Regions from separate parts of the Danio rerio genome. Here region 2 is linked to region 1. The links are chromatin contacts, called in public Hi-C maps. All regions are on one chromosome and are shown on one strand. Each heading gives the region's core, a stretch centred on a gene start, on an enhancer-like site or on the middle of the called end of the contact. The rest is flanking DNA. Distances are from core to core; before and after follow the strand shown. Region 1 overlaps snap29 (synaptosome associated protein 29). Region 2 has its middle 7.2 kb from the start of si:dkey-178e17.3.

Region 1 (6,629 bases), core at 2,649-5,148:
TGGTGTGATATCAGTCAGTGACAAGGTTCAGCTGGTGATTGCAATCAGGATAGATGAATTAGCATGGGTGTCTGGGAGCAGTGCATGTATGAAAATGTAGTCCTGGGAAATGCGGAAGTGTAGTCTTGAAGTTAGTGTCTCTAACCAGCGATCTCTGGTTGTGTGACAGTTACACTTTGTAATATTTTATAATTCTTTTTAATATTTTTCATTAGTAAACATTCAAATATATAGAGCAGGGGTGGCCAACCCTGTTCCTGGAGAGCCACCTTCCTGCAGACTTCAGTTGCTACCCATATCAAACACACCTGCCTGTAATTATCACGTGGTGTTCAGGTCCTAATTAATTGGTTCAGGTGTGTTTGATATGGGTAGCAACTGAAATCTGCAGGAAAGTGACTCTCCAGGAACGAGGTTGGCCACCCCTGATATAGAAGATAACTTTCAAATTAACTCATTTTCACTCGGCTTAGTCTCTTATTTATCAGGGGTCACTGCAGCGGAATGAACCGCCAATTATTCCAGCATATGTTTTATGCCCTTCCAGCTGCAACCTAGTACTGGGAAACACCCATACACACTCATTCACACAGACACGGCGGCCAATTCATCAATTCCCCTATAGCAATTGTGTTTGGACTGTGAGGGAATCCGGAGCACCTGGAGGAAATCCACGCCAACGCGAGGAGAACATGCAAACTCTATACAGAAACGCCAACTGACCCAGCCGGGACTCGAACCAGTGACCTTCTTGCTGTGAGTTTAAACATTTAAACCTAATTTATACTAATTAAATATACTATTGAAATGATAATTATTATCATAATTAGCAGTAGTAATTAGTGCAATAATAATTTATTTCATTGTTTATAAATGATGAAAGACGGTTCTTTCAGCTGACAAAATAAGTAAACCAGCTAAAAACAGCCATTTAAAGAAGGGAACTTTCAAATTAAATAGTTTTATTCAAGTTTAAACTTACAGAATAAGCACAGATGCATACATTTTAAGCAAATAAATGGTTTTAAAATTGTCATCATTTCCTCATCCTCCTCTTGTTCCAGACCGGTTTGGGATTATTTCTTCTGTTGAACACAAAGGAAGATATCCTGAAGAATGCTGGAATAAACAGCCATTGACATCTACAGTATTTTTGTTCCTACTATGGATGTCAAAGGCTGCTTTCTCCCCAACATTCTTCAGAATATCTTCCTTTGTGTTCAGCAGAAGTTAGAAACTCATAAAACGTTTAGAACTTTTACTTTAGTGCGAGTAAATGATCAGGAAATGTGAATTCGGGGTGAACTGACCCTAAGTGACTAAATGTAAATGTTACAATAAATTGCTTTGTCATTTTTTGAATGTCTGATGATTTTAGGCTACAGACGGCGCTTGCGGAGAGCAAACAGCAAGAAGACAAATATCAGGCCAGTCACCCAAACCTCAGGAAACTGGAAACATCTGGTAAACACACACCACCAACAACAACAACACACACACACTTTCTTCCCTTAAGAGCAAGTATCAGCTAGTGATAGGATTCAGTCTCTTAAAAATGCTGAGTGGTATTTTAGGCCAAATAAAACAAACTCAACATTTGGTGAAATATAAAATATTATTTCATTTAAATTGCACAGCAGATGGATTCGCTCATATTTGACCCAGTGTTTTTTTTTTCTTTTTTCAAAGCACATGAATTGACGTCTGCTGTTCAGAATAGTATAAATGCAGAGAAAACTACACGAGAACAATTTACAAACACCGATTAATTTTTTTTTTTATCAGTGCATTGCATGCTACATATTGATGGTGTGCAGTGAGGGGTGTGTCAAGTGTTCCTCACAGTGTTCCTCATTTATGTTTTCTTAAATCTTACACAGTCACATGTCTTAAAAACGCATCCAAATGAAAATCTTTCAGTCCATGTTTAGGGTTAAACTTTGCATTGAGCCCAGGGCTGGATTAACCTATGGGCCTTATGGGCACAGGCCAAGGGGCCCGTGCGCACTAGGGGCCACTGCGAGGGGGGAGAAAAAAAGACAATTTCGGAGTGTCTTTTTTGGCTAATTGCAAATAGCGCATCTAGTTGGACCAAGCTATTCAGGGTTTACGCTTATCGATGCCTGATTGATAGAGACAAGTTGAGTAAAGAGCTATAAAATGACACAGCCGCAGTGGCTCACCTTGTAAGGCGCACAGCCTCATCTTTTGACGCGATTAATCATAATATCGGTTCGAATCCACCATCAGCTGAACTCCTGCTACTTTTTTTTTTTCTCCCCATTACATATCAGATTGGAAATATATTTATTTTTAACAGGAAAGAAACATTTTTTTTAAATAATGCAAATGTGATAAAGTCACAAGTGTCTCATGGGTATTTAATAATGTGTAGCCTTATTATAGGCGCCTGCCGCGTCTTCCTCTCTTCAAAAACTATATTGCTCAGACAACTGTATTTCCTCTGAGCAAAAAAATATTAATATTATTATTATATTTAAATTGCCTTTCTTTCTTTAACTAAACAGAATGCTGTAATTGGTCAAGCGCGGAAACGTCAGTTTTGTAATAACCCGCACTAAACTGAGCGGACTGTAGTGTAACGTTATATCTGTCATAGATCAAAAATGAGTGGACAAGTGGATTTAGCAAACGCGACAGAAAGAGGAGAGGAGGCATCTTTATTGAGGCATTTTCCATACACACCTTCTTTAAACAGACCCGTGATCAGGAGAATGAGGGTACAGAAGAAGACGTTATGGTAACTTTAAATGATGAGTAGCTAGCATTAACCAGGCGAAGGAGGCTAACGGCAGCGCAGCGCGGACTGGATTCATCGTGTGAGAGACAGACAGAAAAGGAGAGAGAGAGAGAGAGAGAGAGAGAGAGAGAGAGAGAGAGAGGCCCAGAAGAGGAGAGAGACGGGAGAGAAGAGGTATAGTGTGTGTGATTTTGGATACTTTTAGGTTTATAATCAAGTCTTCATCACGAGAAGAGTAGAGAAAATGCAGGGAGAGGAGGAGAGAGACAGTAAACCAGTGTTTGTATTATGAAAGACTCAGATTCATAGAACTCAGATTCATAGAACTGGATTGGAGAAGCATTGTGTGTTATATGTCATGGCAATAATATGCTTTATAAGTTTGTAAAAGCAATACATTAAAATACCCTTAAAAAAAAAAAAAAAAAAAAAAATATATATATATATATATATATATATATATATATATATATATATAATGTATATGTATGTATATATATGTGTATATATATATATATGTGTGTGTATATATATGTATATATATGTATATATGTGTGTGTGTGTGTGTGTATATATATATATATAGTTTTATTAGTATTTTTATTTAATGCTTTGAAAAATCATTTAAATCTTTGTAGACTATAAATGCATATGTACTATATGTCATTTATTTAAATATGTGGGCAACAAATTATAGATTCATTTCATTTAAAAATTATTATATTATTCTTATTTTTTTAATTCAACTATAGGGGTGCGGCCAGGTAGGGGGCCTTACAAGATAATGTGCCCAGGGGCCCCTGAGTTCTTAATCCGGGCCTGGTTGAACCCAATTATCATGTTCTGAACTGTGGTGATGATCAACTATAATTCCAGCGTGACATTGCTGATCTTGCGATGTGACTATTGCAGATTTACACCCTGCAACATCAATGCTGTAACCATATATTGTGCAAAGCTGATTTATAAATCTCAGTTTCCCAAAAAGTGATTACCCCATGACTGGTTTTGTGCTCATCAATGTTTGTTTAAACAGGATTCGGAGCTTCTGCTGCTCTTGATAACGGCTCGTCTGATCAGAACGGATTTCCCAAAAACAAACAGCTGCGAGCCGCTCACCAGCAGCTGGACAGAAACCTGGGTGAGAAACACAAGAGCAGCTTCTCTCATACCTCCATCCAAGGAGTCCGGATGTGACAGTGTGTGTTTGTGTCCTCCAGATGAGATGTCTCTGGGTCTGGGCCGGCTGAAGAATCTGGGTCTGGGCCTGCAGACGGAGATCGATGAGCAGGACATTTCTCTGGACGCTCTGCTTAATAAAGCCGACACCATGGACGGGAAGATCAGCTCCACCAACCGGCAGCTCAAAAGCCTTAAATAGACTCAGGGGGTGATGTCACTTCCTGGAGGCGTGGCCAAGGTGATCATAATTGAAAACATGTGCGCTCGTAAAACATTTCTCAAGTTCTCTCCAAGATAAGGAGGAGTGTGTTGGACAGAGAAAATTAAAACAAAACAAGAGACTTAAGGAAGAACACATGATGGTGTGAGAAAAAAACATTATAGTAACAATGATGATAAATTGTTGTCTTTTTTTTATGCAAATATTGATTATTGAAGGAACAGTTCACCCAAAACAAAGCATTCACTCACTATTTACTCTCCCTCAAGCGTTTCAAAACCTTTACGAGTTTTTTTCTTCCATTGAACACTAAAGAAGATGTTTTGAAGAATGCTGAAAACCGGTAACCATTGACTTCCATAGTAGTAAAAACAAATGCTATGGAAGTCAATGGTTACCGTTTTCTTAGCATTCTTTAAAATATCTAATTTGAAAAGAATGAAAATCATAAAGGTTTGAAACGAGTAAAGGGAAAGTAAATGATGACCGAATTTTTATTTTTGGGTGAACTGTCCCTTTAAGAGAATATATGGTTGTTTCTACTGGAAAGCAAGACAAAAAATGAGTGGGAGATTAGAAAATCATTACTCACTAATTTACTCAAATTGTAAATATACTGGTTTAGGGTTACACTGTTTATAAGCTTTGAGTTAAAAATGTTCCCTGTAAAAAAAATTAAAGCAAAGTTTGTCAGACATGCACACCACAATCACTGCAATCCTTAAAGGGACAGTTCACCCCAAAATAAAATTCTGTCGTCATTTACTGGTGTCTTTCTTCTGGTCAACACAAAAGAAGATACACTGAAGAATGCTGAAGAAAACAGCCATTGGCTTCCATAGTATGGATGTTAATGTCTGTTTTTCCTCCCCAACATTCTTCACAATATCTTCTTTTGTGTTCAGCAGAAGAAAGAAATTATTAAGCGTTTGGAACTTGCGTGTGAGTGTTTATGCTATGTTTTTTTCTGCTAGTATGGTCCTGGTAATTTTCACATTCAATCCATCTCAGCATTGCACTGTGCCATTGTATTTCCCCCTGTGCTCAGATTTTATGTTTGTTAAAGTTATAGTTCACCCTGAAATTTAATTTTACTGACCCTCAAGTGTTTCCAAACCTTTGAATTCCTTTCTTCTGTTGAACACTAAAAGAAGATATTTTGAGTAATGCTGAAAACCGGTAACCATTGACTTCCATAGAAATCAAAACGGATACTATGGAAGTCAATGGTTACCAGTTTTCAGCATTCTTCAAAATATATTTTTTAATGTTTATCAAAAGAATGAAAATCATAAAGTTTTAAAACAAGGGTGAGTAAATGATGACCGAATTTTAATTTTTGTGTGAACTGTCCCTTTAAGAGAGTACACGGTTATTTCTACTGGAAAGCGAGACAGAAATACAGAGTGGGAAATTGAGTTTTGCCTTTATTAGTCATAGTACGTTACTCGAATTTTAAATAAGCTGGTTTAGGGATGAACTGTTTATAAGCTTTGAGTTAAACATGCTACCTGTAGAAAACTAAAATACAGTGTGTCAGACATGCACACCACAATCACTGCACTCCTTAAAGAGACAGTTCACTCCAAAATAAAATTGTCATCATTTACTGGTGTCTTTCTTCTGTTAAACACAAAGGAAGAAACACTGACGAATGCTGAAAAGATAACAGCCATTGGCTTCCATAGTATTGTTTAGATTCTACTATGGATGTTAATGTCTGTTTTCCCTCCTCAACATTCTTCACAATATCTTCTTTTGTGTTCAACAGAAGGTAACTGAGCAAAATTGGGTTTAATGTTATATATAAATGTGAAATCTGCATTCATCAGACATTTTTATAAGTGTTTCTGCTCATTTTTCTGCTCATTATGTGCTATTACGGTCCTGGTTATCAGATCACGAGAGAAAGATATTGCTTTGCCTTAATTTTCACATTTAATCCATCTCAGCATTGCACTGTGCCGTTACTGAATACTGAAGAATTGATTTTTTTTTTATCTGACTATAGATGTCAACATTTGTTTTTCCACCTCAACATTCTTCAGAATATCTTCTTTTGTGTTCAACAGAAGACATTGATAAAGGTTTTGAACCAGTAAATGAAATGTATATTTTTGGGTGAACTGCCCCTTTAACTGTGCAAAATTGGGTTTAAAAATGTATTTAAAATGTGAAATCTGCATTCATCACACATATTTATAATTCTTTATGCTCATTTTTCATGTTTTTTCTGCTAGTACAGTCTTGGTTATCAGATTAAGAGTGACAAAGATATTGCTTTGCCTGAAGTTTTACATTTAATCCATCTCAGCATTGCACTGTGCCGTTGCATTTCACCATGTGCTCAGATTTAATGCTTGTTAAAGTTATAGTTCACCCTAAAATTTAACTTTATTGACCATCAAGTGTTTCCAAACCTCAGAGTTTTTTTCTTCTGTTAAACACTAAAGAAGATATTTTGAA
Region 2 (6,629 bases), core at 2,153-4,652, 90 kb after region 1:
TGGATTTACTAAAAAAATTTAAGTTAAGGGCTTGTAAACAATTTATCTGGGCTGAATTTAAACAAACAAATTATGTTAAACAATACTAAATGTAATTTGTTTGTTTAAATTCAACACAAATAAATTGTTTGCAACAATTTTGCAGACAGCATTTTTTTTCAGTGTACACGTCGCAACTATGAGTAGCGCAAGCTGACGAGTGTGGGCGGGACCGAGAGCCGTGCGAGCCACATGGAGCGACTGTTTACAAGTGTGGAGTCCCGTGAAGGAGTTCAGGATGAAAAGTTCTGTTTTGTGTTTACCTCATGGTCAAAGTTGTTGCACGTCCGCCGATTCCTGCCTCAAAATAAGCAAGTTTGAGCCACTTGTACATTAAAGGAAGCGTTCAGAAAAAACAAAACAGCAGCGAAGAAACTCGACACGGAGGAAAATTAATACCTCACTGCCAACTAGTGTTTCGGAAGTGTTATTGCAGAGCAACAGAAACAGCGCAAAGAAGTATGAATGCACAGCTATGCGCGTTGCATGCACCATGGGTCACACCAATCACTTGACGCATTCACAAGGGGCGTCAGCTTCAATGCTTCCAATTCACTTTGAATGGCTGACGTCAGGCGCTGCAGAACTGCATTGTGGAGCTGTCGGTGCTGCTTCAGTGGCGTTGCTGGCTGCAGAAGTTGGGACTAGCTCAACTTTTCAAGTTGCAATGGAAGCGTCAGCCAATCAGATCGCTGTATGCAAATACACCAGCTCAAACAGTGGCCTATTGCCGACTAATTTCATTGGCTAACGCTGCTATGACGATCGCGTCAGCCCCAACTTCAGACACGCCCTCTGTCAAGCATTGACGCTCAAGCCCCGTGTGAACGGGGTGTAAGAGTTTGTCCATGAGGACACTTTAGAATAGTCAATTTATTGATATTGTATGTGTTTGGACGGTGAGAGGAAACCAGAGAACCTGAGGGAAACCCAAGTGAGCATGGGGAGAACATGCAAACTCCACACAGAACAAAGACTGGCCTGCTAAGGGCTCAAATCATTGGCGTTCTTGTTGCGAGGCTACAGTGCAAACCACTGAGCCACCGTGTAGCCCTATCAGGAGAAGGGGGAGGAGTTGAAGTGGATGGGGGATTCTTCAAGATGAAGATGGCTGAAGTGAAAAAACAAAAGCTGCGTCCCAAATGGCACACTCTACACTATGCACTCATGCACTAAGTACTTATGCACTTACACACTCAACAGGATAGTATATGTATGTAGTGGCGTCCCAAATGGCACACTAATGTTTTTTTACTAACCGGAAATTCAAACCGTTTCCCTGATGACGTTTGACTGTTGCCAAATCAGTGAAATAAACGACCGACTTATCAAATAATACCTGCCATGAGTATAACCGCATTCACCACCGGGAGGCGCTATAATCACTCTTGTAAGAGAATTTTGCTTTCACCATCCAAAATAAATAGTTATCCAACATGTGCGTCCGATAGCTCCGCCCCTTCCGCTACATAAGCAAACCTGCGGTCGTTGAGTGCGTGAAGTGTCCATCATTCCACACTTCATTTTAGCGGCTGAATGAGTGCATCATCCGGGTATTTAAAGTGCACTTATTATTTTTAGAGTTTTCAGTGTGAACACACTACTTACACTATTTATACTACAAAATGGCGTAGAATAGTGCATAAGTATGCGATTTGGGACGCAGCTTATATTCCTCATCTGATTGGTGCGATATGTGTAGTTGATGCAGGACCAGCTGTGATCAATCATAAGCACTTGATCCTCTCGAAAATAGTTTATAATCAAACATCACTATGGGTGCTTTCACACCTGTGAATCGATTCAGTTGTTCAGAAACAGAGATTACAATTGTTACATTGTTGCTCTTTGCTCTTGGACCGGTTCACTTTCACGCTGCAAAGTTTCTAATCGGACCAAAAGAGCTAAAACAAGTCACGTGCGAGTAAACTCTCCTTACATTGGTCAGTGTCAGGGTTTATTTTGCAGTGTCCCGCTCAGCTGTCAGGAGAGGTGGTGGTTTGGTGGTGATTGACAGGGTGCGCGCGCGACGTGTCTGAGGAGAGATGCGGTGGGGAGGGGTGAGAAGGGTGCGTGACGATGCCTATTTGAGGACCGGGAGGGAGACGCGAGATTACCGGGAGATCATCACTTGTATGCGGGCATCTGGAGACTCGCGAAACTTCCCGCCATGCTCATAATTCTCTCTTCATATAGCCGTAAGCCTATTACATATCCATAAAACACTGTGATATAACCGCGCTCGGATCGGATCGCTTTCTCACTTCAATTGATCCGCTCCAGGGTTCGTTTCAATCGAGCCGAGACCACCTCATTCAAGCGATCACTTTGGCGCGGAACAAAGCGCGATTGCCCTGTTCACATATGCCAAACGAACCGCGCTAACTGGGCAAAAAAGATACGTTCCGAAACAAAAGTGTAGGTGTGAAAGCACCCTAAGACAACACATTCAAAAAATGCTGGGTTGTCATAACCCAATGTTGGGTCAAATATGGACCCAACGATGAATTGTTTTTTCATTTAAATTTACATGACACTTTTTAACCCAACAGTTGAATTTGTCCATATTTGACCCAACATTGGGTATTGACAACCCAGCATTTTTCAAGAGTGCATATGTCAGAGAAACTGTCCATCCTTCGGTGTGTGTGTCTGAGTGTGAATGAGGTTTCCTCGCGCATCAGAGCTTGTGTGTGTCAGTCAGGACGACACCATAAAACATCTGCTGTGGGTGTTTGAGACAGCAGTTCAACAGCGCTCAGAAGATAAACAATAGACACACACACACACACACACACACACACACACACACACACACACACACACACACACACATTCAGTCATATTTTACTACTGCTGGCCATCCTGAGACTCAAGAAGACAAGAGAGAGACAGCAGAGAGATTCCTTTCCATGTTTCTAACAAAAGAGGCATTGTAGCCGCACATAAAGAGAGGAGGAATCTCTCATCAGTGTGTGTTTCTGTGTGTGTGTGTGTGTCAGACAGACAGACAGACAGGAGACGAGACGCTGCATCTTTCATCCAGAAGAAAAGACAGAAGTCCAGCAATCCTTCATTCTGACAGTGAGAATCTGAGCAGTGCTGCACTGTATTGTTCCTGCTGAGCAGAGATGAGGGTCACCGGAAGAGCACGGGCCACAGCAACACCCTAACAACCATACAAACACACATTCACAAGAACATTTCAAATATAGCTGTAAAGCTGCGGTGTGTTTGACTCTTTTGTACCATAATATGATGGCAGATATTTCAGAAACATGTCAAATGCACATACCTGTGCTGGGTTATCTGGAAATGTTCTGCTTTGAGAACGTGTGCTTCATGTCAGAATGTCTGTCTTTGTTTTGATCTCAGTAACTCCGCCCACTGCCACTTCAACCAGTTATATTTGAGTACTCTGGGTTGCCTTGTTGTAAAGCACAGCAGATTTCATTTTAGTCTTGCAGTTTCTTGAGGGACAGAAACTGACCCTGAAATGAGACGCAGATTCAGTTATAAAAATACACATGAGGTGTTTTTGGAAAAAAAACATCCAATATTTTGAATTTGGACTGGGATACCCAGTCTAAAATGAGGGAAAAAATGTAGCGCGGTGCATGATTTTCCCCTTTGGGAACTAGTGAATTGTTGGAAGAGGAGCGGTGCTAACACTATAAAGGAAGATTTGAATGTCAGATTGTACAGTTGTGGAGAATTAATGTCCACTGGAATCACCGTCGGCGCCCTCTGGTGCAGAATATTTCAGATGATGAGAGAGAGAAACACTAAATTACTGTTAGTCCCACCCTAAAAGAAAGACCTATACCCCCCCTCCCCCCCTAAAGGACTGTTAGTCTCACCCTAAAAGAAAGACCCAATGGACAGATAGTCCCACCCCCCCAAAAAAAGACCAATAGCCCCGGCCTAATGAACAGATAGTCTCACCCTAAATACTGCTAATCTGGCTCTAAAAGATAGCCCTGCTCTAAAGGACTGTTAGTCTTGCTCTAAATGAAAGACCAATAGCCCCGCCCTAATTGGACAGATAATCCCACTCTAAAAAACTGTTAGTGCCAATTGTTGGAAGAGGAGCGGTGCTAACACTATAAAGGAAGATTTAAATGTCAGATTGTACAGTTGTGGAGAATTAATGTCCACTGGAATCACCGTCGGCGCCCTCTGGTGCAGAATATTTCAGATGATGAGAGTGAGAAACACTAAACACTAAAGTATAGTTAGTCCCGCCCTAAAAGAAAGACCAATAGCCCCACCCTAATGGACTGACACCCTGAAAGAAAGACCCAATGGACATATAGTCCCACCCCAAAAAAAAGACCAATAGCCCTGGCCTAATGAACAGATAGTCTCACCCTAAAGGACTGCTAATCCGGCTCTAAAAGATAGCCCTGCCCTAAAGGACTGTTAGTCTCGCTCTAAATGAAAGACCAATAGCCCCGCCCTAATTGGACAGATACTCCCACTCTAAAAAAACTGTCAGTGCCACTCTAAATGAAAGACCTATAGCCCCGCCCTTATGGACAGATAGCCCCGCCCTAGAGACTGGTAGTCCCGCCCTAAAAGACCAATAGCCCTGGCCTAATGGACATAGTCCCGCCCTAAAGGACTGTTAGTCCCGCTCCAAATTAAAGAAAACAGCCCCGCCCTATTGGACAGATAGCCCCGCCCTAAACGACTGTTAGTCCCGCTCTAAATTAAAGACCATTAGTCTTGCATTAATGGACAGATAGTCCCACTCTTAAGGACTGTTTATCTCGCTCCAAAAGAAAGACCCATAGCCCCGCCCTAATGAACAGATAGCCCTGCCCTAAAAGACTGGTAGTCCCGCTCTAAAAGACCAATAGCCCCGCCCTAATAGACATAGTCCCGCCCTAAAGGACTGTTAGTCCCGCTCTAAATTAAAGAAAACAGCCCCGCCCTATTGGACAGATAGTCCCGCCCTAAATGACTGTTAGTCCCACTCTAAACGACCAATTGCCCCGCCCTAATGGACAGATAGCCCTGCCCTAAAAGACTGGTAGTCCCGCTCTAAAAGACCAATAGCCTCGCCCTAATGGACAGATAGCCCTGCCCTAAAGGACTGTTAGTCCCGCTCTAAATTAAAGACCAATAGCCCCGCCCTAATGGACTGCCAGTCCCACTCTAAAAGACCAATTGCCCTGCCCTAAAAGACAGGTAGTCCCGCTCTAAAAGACCAATAGCCCCATCCTAAAGGACTGTTAGTCTCGCTTCAAAAGAAAGACCAATAGCCCCGCCCTAATGGACAGGTAGCCCTGCCCTAAAAGACTGGTAGCCCAGCCCTAAAGGACTGTTAGTCTCGCTTCAAAAGAAAGACCAATTGCCCCGCCCTAAAGGTCTGTTAGTCCCGCTCTAAATTAAAGACCAATAGCTCCACCCTAATGGACATAGTCCCGCTCTAAATTAAAGAAAATAGCCCCGCCCTATTGGACAGATAGTCCCGCCCTAAAGGTCTGTTAGTCCCGCTCTAAATTAAAGAAAATAGCCCCGCCCTATTGGACAGATAGTCCCGCCCTAAAGGACTGTTAGTCTCGCTTCAAAAGAAAGACCAATAGCCCCGCCCTAATGGACAGAAAGTCCCGCCCTAAAGGTCTGTTAGTCCCGCTCTAAATTATGCATGTAATAGTCCCACCCAAAAAGAAGGATTGTCCCACCTTAAAAGCTTTCCATGTGACCAGAAGTGAAGAAAAGTCTTTCAAGAGCGCAGGGCAGGTTATGGCGATTGATGAAAGATTAGAGTGACTGAAGTGTACAGATACAGAGTACTATATACATATAAAATTAGTACATTTGCATTACATGTTGACTGAAACTATACATTTAATTATAATTTTAACGACATGTTCTTCATCCATAAATACAGGTTGTCAGAATTTCCCCCATTTCTGTAAGGTTTTCACGAACAAACTTATTTTAACGACGTCTCTAAAAGCAGTGAAAAATGTAAAAGCTATTGTCAATTGTGGGTTATTATGAATCTGTAGCCTATTTGGCTTTTTACTTCAATATTTTTGTTAATTTTGTCTTCAGAACTTCAGTTTCTGATGTGTTTTTCTGTAAAAACAAAAAACTAAAAGCCATCAACACAAGGTCAATAATGTCACAGACTGCTGATTTAACTGTGAAAATAAAATAATTTTATTAGCACATTAGCATCTAGTATTAACCCTTCACTCCAGATTTACACAGAAAGGCAACAACGTACTTGGCACAGACAATCATGTTGCTAATAAAGTCCCAAACAACACACAGAAACAGAGAAAGACACCTCCATGCTGAATCCTGCCCTCTGTCGGCCAGCAGCAGCATTGCACATATATGATTAATATGAACATTACATGACACTACTGTATTAGACAGTCAAACACGGGCAGCTGGAGATTCATGCTGTAAAAACTGAAGGGTTTATACTGAATTAAAGCATATTTAGATCTGCTCAGTGTCACTTTTACAGTACGTGTGTGTCAATGGCAGCAGCTATCTGTATTTCCAGCTATATCTAATAACACATCTGATATTGCACATGGACAAATACAGCAGGACATGAGGAAAAG

Evidence for each region. Hi-C and Micro-C count contacts between places; a contact is called where the count stands out from the background.
Region 2: a Hi-C map of an unstated tissue shows a contact between it and region 1, with 3 times the contacts expected there. The contact joins two enhancer-like sites. A contact is called at or near these places in 2 of 18 Hi-C or Micro-C datasets (caudal fin and an unstated tissue) and 1 of 4 datasets of contacts at active chromatin or transcription factors (caudal fin).

The regions. Positions count from the first base shown.
Region 1 is chr8:3,067,368-3,073,996 of GRCz12tu, forward strand. It overlaps snap29 (synaptosome associated protein 29), which reads left to right. Exons shown (of 6, transcript NM_001256256.1): 4 at 1,379-1,464; 5 at 3,798-3,902; 6 at 3,982-4,343. The coding sequence ends at 4,142. Among named protein-coding and RNA genes, the nearest start is that of snap29, 11 kb to the left of the region's middle. Within about 2 kb of position 3,899, at least 3 of the 62 cell types and tissues checked have an H3K27ac peak or open chromatin away from gene starts, as enhancers often do.
Region 2 is chr8:3,158,234-3,164,862 of GRCz12tu, forward strand. No RefSeq gene overlaps it. Among named protein-coding and RNA genes, the nearest start is that of si:dkey-178e17.3, 7.2 kb to the left of the region's middle. Within about 2 kb of position 3,403, at least 10 of the 62 cell types and tissues checked have an H3K27ac peak or open chromatin away from gene starts, as enhancers often do.